Linked DNA regions of Mus musculus: region 1 is linked to region 2. Evidence: chromatin contacts called from public Hi-C data. All regions are on one chromosome and are shown on one strand. Each heading gives the region's core, a stretch centred on a gene start, on an enhancer-like site or on the middle of the called end of the contact. The rest is flanking DNA. Distances are from core to core; before and after follow the strand shown. Region 1 holds the start of Rhbdd2 (rhomboid domain containing 2). Region 2 holds the start of Stx1a (syntaxin 1A (brain)).

Region 1 (3,096 bases), core at 156-2,655, 610 kb after region 2:
AAGGCTAAAGCAAAGTTTAGCAAAAGCGTCATGGCGTACGCTCATAGCGCATGTATAGTAGCTCTAGTGTCCCTTCAATTGTCTCCTTCCCCGCCTCCTCTTACTTTATCTCCAGTCCAGCTCCAGAAAGTGCTGGCTCTGTCTTCTTGGCCAATTCAGGCAGGAAGAACCAAGTTTTAATTCTTTCTTTGCTATTGAACTGTATCCCTCAGGGATCCCCATAGACTCAGTTTCCTCTTTGGCAGGACAGAGACAAACACAAGTCTGTGGGAGAATAGGGCTCCGTGGTCCTCACGACGTCATACCATTACAGTGAGAAGGACCCGGCTGAAAGCATAGTTCAGTTGGTAGCATGCTGGAGTCCCTGGGTTCGAGCCTCATTACTGCATAAACTGAGGGAGGTGGTGCACATCTAAAATCCCTGCTTTCTGGAGATGGAGACCCAGAGTTCAGAGTCAAATTTGTGTAAAAGCCAAAAGCAAGAGGAAGAAATGTTTTTCAAGACCCCTCTCCCTCAATGAGGATCTACTAGTAGTTAATGGCTGTTGGGAGGAGAGACATTTGCTCCTGAAAGCGACTTTAATGAAACTCACTGGGTCGCAAAAATTTAAAAAGAAAGAAAGAAAGAAAGAAAGAAAGAAAGAAAGAAAGAAAGAAAGAAAGGAAGGAAGAAAGAAGGAAAGAAGAGAAAAGAAAAGAAACATGGAAGCAAAAGAGAAACTAAGATGGGAAGGCAAGAGGGGGTAATGGAGCCCCGATAAAATATGATCAAAGTACATTATACACATGTAAGAAAATGCCATAATGAAACCATTACTTGGTATAATAAATATAGGTTGATTAAAATTTTTAAAGGGAGCCTTTGAGATGGCTGAGAGTAAAGGTGTTTGTGTGTGCACCTCCACACCTTCTCTCACTGAGCCAAACGCAAATAAAATCTAAAAAAAAAAAGAAAAGAAAAAAAGAAAAATAAAAAGGGCTAAAGAGATGACTCAGTGGGTAAAGGCACTGCTGCCAAGCCTGATTACCCAAGTTCTATTCCCAGGACCCAGAGGTGGAAGGAGATGATAAACTCAACCTTAAGTTTTCATCTACCCTCCACGCGCGTTGCACGCACATGCCCCTCTCTCACACTCAAACAGATGTAATCAAATGTTTTTTTGGTTTTGCTTGTTTGTTTGTTTGTTTGTTTGTTTGTTTTTAATTAAAAATCAAGAAGAAGGAAGCTGAGGTCTAGGCAAGAATACTCCTGAGGCGGCAGCCCGCACAACACCCGTAGGTAAGCTGGAACTACAACTCCCGGCCTCCTTTGGGCGGGTAAGAGCGGAGGACTCCACGGGATTGGGCCTTCCCCCACCCCCACCCCCCCATGGGGCGGTGCTTGAGGAGAGGCCAGTCTTCCGCTGTTGCCAGGGGAGACCGCCGCAAGGAGGCGGAAATTGAGGAGGGAGGCGGGGAGTACCGAGGCCGCACGCTGGAAGGGCTCGCGGCCATGGCGGCCCCGGGCCCCGCGAGTCGCTTCTGGTGCTCGTGTCCCGAGGTGCCCTCCGCCACATTCTTCACCGCCCTGCTCTCGCTGCTGGTGTCGGGCCCCCGCCTGTTCCTGCTGCAGCCGCCTCTGGCGCCCTCGGGGCTGTCTCTGCGCTCCGAGGCCCTGCGCAACTGGCAAGGTGAGAAGAGGCGGGGCGGGGATGGCGCGCTTCCTCAGCCCGCAGACTCCCCGGTCCCTGATCTCCAGCCTCACTGCCAGCCAACCCCAGACCTCCGTGCCCACCACCATTCTCCCCACTTGGAGCTCCAGCATGTCTTGTCCAAAGCCGGATCATTTCCGCCAACTCCTTCTCTACCCACAATCGCCCCCTTCCATGTTACCCCAGATCCATTCATTCTTTGATCTCGAGGGTGAACACACTTCCTAAGCCATTCACGTTTTATAAACACAAACCCCATCTGCTGACGGCCCGAGCCCCACAGGAACAAACCAAACGTTTCTCACCTTTATCGTGACAATTGTCTACTGTCAACCCAATGGATGGCTTTTCCTCTTGACTCTAGAATTTTCTGCTGCGTCTTTACCTTAATCCTGACTCCTAATCCCAGCTCACAGAAGGAGCTGGTAAAGTGTTTGTTTTCTCAGAGGAGAGAAATTTCTCAAACTAATTAAGTCTGGTAATCATCCCTTTGTAAAAGACAGGATTCTTAGTCTTTGTTTCTTCCTCATTCTTTCCTGGGAAATCCCTGTTGCTTCTAACGTTAACAGAGGCCTGCGCGTTCATTTCATGTAATCCTCGCTGTGATTTCATGACAGGCCATATTAAATTGCCTGTTTACCAGAAATTGAGGTTGAATACAGAGATTCGCAGAGCTAACACATCATAATATTGAGATAGGAGCCCCGCACTTTGTTTTTAGTATGGTGATTTAAAACTAGGGCTTTGGGTATATAATCTCCACATCTTTAGATAGAGGTATACATATGTGACACATTATTTATATGCTTGTGTGCACTCTTGTGAAAGTCAGAGGACAACCTGACCGGAGTCTTTCTCTTCTTCCCCCATGTGGGTCCTGGGAATCAAACTCGGGTCTTTGGGATTGGCAGGACCTACCTCAGCCTGTTGAGCCATCTCGTCAGCTACCTAAATCTTAGAGAGTTGTATGTAGAATTTTTTCATATTTACCAGTAAAATTTCAATTTGGGACATATCCAGCAAATAACCAAACTTCTGGAGATATTCTGATAGGATGTAATGGTTTCCTGCTTAAAGCTGAAATTTTCTTTTCCCCCTTTTTTGGATACATGTAGCACTTACAGTCAGCTAAATGCCAGTGTAGACAGGCACGCACTCTTTTTCTTTCTGGGTTTTTGTTTTTTGTTTTTGTTGTTTTGTTTGTTTTTGTTGGTTTTGTTTTTTTGTTTTCGTTTTGTTTACTTTGAAACAAAGGGGCTTGCTATTTATTTACACCAGTATGGCCAGGCTTCATTATGTAGTCCAGGGTAGCCTCAGAGCCATGATCCTCCTGCCTCACCCTTCTGAGTACTAGAACACAGACATACATCACCCATCACCATGCTCACTTAACCATATTTGTCTG
Region 2 (2,773 bases), core at 3-2,502:
CTCTTCACGTTGCTCTACAGGGACCAGCATACCGTTCACGTTGCTCTGCAGGGACCACTGAGATCTTTCCACTGGGCCTAGGTTTGAACAGCCTACAGCTTCCACACAGGAAATAAGACGTCAGGCCTGGCATTTGAACTCCGGGCTGGAGGCATGGAGGGGTGGGGGTGGCAAGCTTTTTTTTTTTTTCCTTTTAAATATCTTAAACATTTCATTTATTTGTTTGTGTATGTATGTATGTATGTATGTATGTATGTATGTATGTATGTATGTATTGTGTGTAAAGAGAAAGGCAGTCAAATTGAATCGAACAGGTGAGCTGAGAAACTCTGGGGAGAGTAAAGAGGCAGCAACCCGGTCTGGAGACAGGGGGGTGCTCAGAAAGGTGGGAAGGTTTAGAATTGACCACTACAGAGAGGGCTTTATTTTACTTTATATTCACTTGGCCATGTGCCTCCTGCCTCCATCGTGTGGTTGCATATATGTGAAGCACGGAGCTCACTCATGTGGCGGTCAGAGGACAATTTACAGAATCCAATGCTCTTCTTCAGTCACGTGGGGCCCAGGGCTAGAACTCCAATCGTTTGTTTGTTTGTTTGTTTGTTATTTTTCAAGACAGAGTTTCTCTGCGTACCTTTGGCTGTCCTGGAACTTGCTCTGTAGGTCAGGCTGGCCTTGAACTCAGAGATCTGCCTACTAGGATTAAAGACATGTGCTATCATCACCCCGCTGGAACTCAGATCTTTAAGCTTAGTGGCAAGCATCTTTACCTGTTCAGCCATCTCAGGACAGGATGGGTGGTTGGAGGGGGTTGCCGGGGGTCGGTTCAAGAAGGGATTTTCAAACCTGGCATTGAGGCTCATGTCTGCAAAACCTGTACTCCTGTGGCTGAGGTAGGAGCAGGTGTTCAAGGCTAGCCTGGGCTACACAGTGAGACTATCATTGAACAAAGTGGAAAGGGTTCCACTCCAGCAAATCCAGGGGAAAGGAAGGACTCTAAGAGTCAGAATCCAGGGTCTATCTAGATAATGGGTGGCTGAGCAGAGGTGGGGGCTGGGGCAGAGAAGGGCCAAGGAGTTGGAGCTGCATCTAGACAGAGATCACTAGTTGACGAGGGGAGGAACCAGGTCCCGAGGGCTGGGTTTGTACCCCTTTGCGCTCCCCGTAGGCGGAGCCCTGGGCGGGATATATCCGGGCGTGGAAGCATGATGGGCGTGGCCAGCTGGGGTTGGGCTTGGGGGTCCCAGGGACTGGGGCGGGGCGCGGGCTGGCGCTGCGCAGCCGCGGGGCGGCATCCGCGCATGCGGGACTTACTCGGTTGCAGCCGGCGCCTACTGCCACTCCCGGGAGCATGAAGGACCGAACCCAGGAGCTCCGCACGGTGAGTCCGATCCTCGTGCGCCGCTCACCCGGCGTCTTGTAATTCTCCACTTTGTTCCGGCATGCCACCGAGGCACCTACAAGGGGACGGAGGGAGCCTTGCAAAGCTGAGGGACCCTCGAACCCCCATGGGAGTCCCACCCCTCCGATCTACTTCTGGTCACGGACTCGAGCCCTTCAGCACCGGGACTGATGGCTAGAACCTGGGGTTTTGAGGAACTTTTCAGGGCGTTCCTGTTTGGGGCGATTTGGAGGGCTGTTAAGGGGTTTCGGTGGCGGGATGCAAAATCGTGACCGTTCTTCGCCCGCTTGTCACCGTCCTTGCACTGTCCCCTGGAGGCTGAACCTCTCGTTTCCTTCCCACCCCCCTGCCCAGAGTTCCCCTCCCAACCCCATCCTTGGGCGCGCTGCGGAAACGAGGCCGCCGGGTGGGGGTGGCCTCTGCGGGAGCCGTCTCTTGGGGCTCCCCATCACCTGTGGCTCCCATCACCTGTGGCTCCCGATCCACCCTGGTCGCTTTAGGGATACCCGGCTTGCTCTGGATTAAAGGACTCAACCATATCTACCCTTGGTCCACCTTTGGGCTTCCAGGCAACCCAGGCTGTCATTTCCCAGACCCTTCCCGGATTGCCAGGTCTAACTGCGACCTGGATCTATTTTCCTACCTGTGTGAGAGAGGCCTCTGGGGTGTGGCTCTTAGGGCGGGGTTTCGAGATGAGTAGAAGGCAGTAGAAAGGTTCTAAGTCAGAGCCCATGATCCTTCAATCATGAGACCCCACTTTTAACACAGGGGAGTGCCCTTCTCTGGCCTCAGACCCTAGAGGGACAGAAATTAAGCTCTCCCGTGAGAGGGTTAAATAAGGGCGCCACATCAGATTGTCATATCTGATTCCTCAGCAAACCCCACCCGTTGATTTCTGGGTGTCCCCCCAAGCTGGGTGGCGTCCTAGATCCCTCTCATCTTGTGCCCCACTTACAGCCCTTCATAGAAAGTTTTGTTTTGGGGCTTTTGACCTAATGGCTGTGATTTCTGCCTAGCTTCTCCATCTGTGCCTGGATCCCTCTACCATAATACCAGCCATATCTATGCTCTCCAGTCTAGCCTTCATCCTGTTCCTGACCTGCAAGCGACCCCCACATGCCTTCAGACCTGTATTATTCCTGGCTGGATGCCCAGTGCCTCATCTATTTCAAAGGAAACAGACAGCCTTTCAAGTCATATATAGTGTTTAAACACTTCCCCACCCGCCCCTTGTCGTTGCCCTCAAGTTTCCGGTGTTTTTATGTTTTACGGTTTTTTGTTTTTTTTTTTTTTTTATGTAAAATCCTTCTCTGTACCCCAGGGTGGCTTGGAACTATATAGTCTCATTGGGTCTTAAACTCAAAGCAATCC

What was found. A called contact is a pair of places that touch in the nucleus more often than the background predicts.
Region 1: a contact with region 2 is called in a Hi-C map of CD4 T cells, with 6 times the contacts expected there. The contact joins the promoter of Rhbdd2 here to the promoter of Stx1a in region 2. A contact is called at or near these places in 1 of 39 promoter capture datasets (pre-B cells) and 1 of 484 Hi-C or Micro-C datasets (CD4 T cells).

The regions. Positions count from the first base shown.
Region 1 is chr5:135,631,249-135,634,344 of GRCm38.p6, forward strand. It overlaps Rhbdd2 (rhomboid domain containing 2), which reads left to right and starts at 1,406. Exons shown (of 4, transcript NM_146002.2): 1 at 1,406-1,670. The coding sequence starts at 1,493.
Region 2 is chr5:135,022,230-135,025,002 of GRCm38.p6, forward strand. Stx1a (syntaxin 1A (brain)) reads left to right here and starts at 1,253. Exons shown (of 10, transcript NM_016801.4): 1 at 1,253-1,381. The coding sequence starts at 1,352.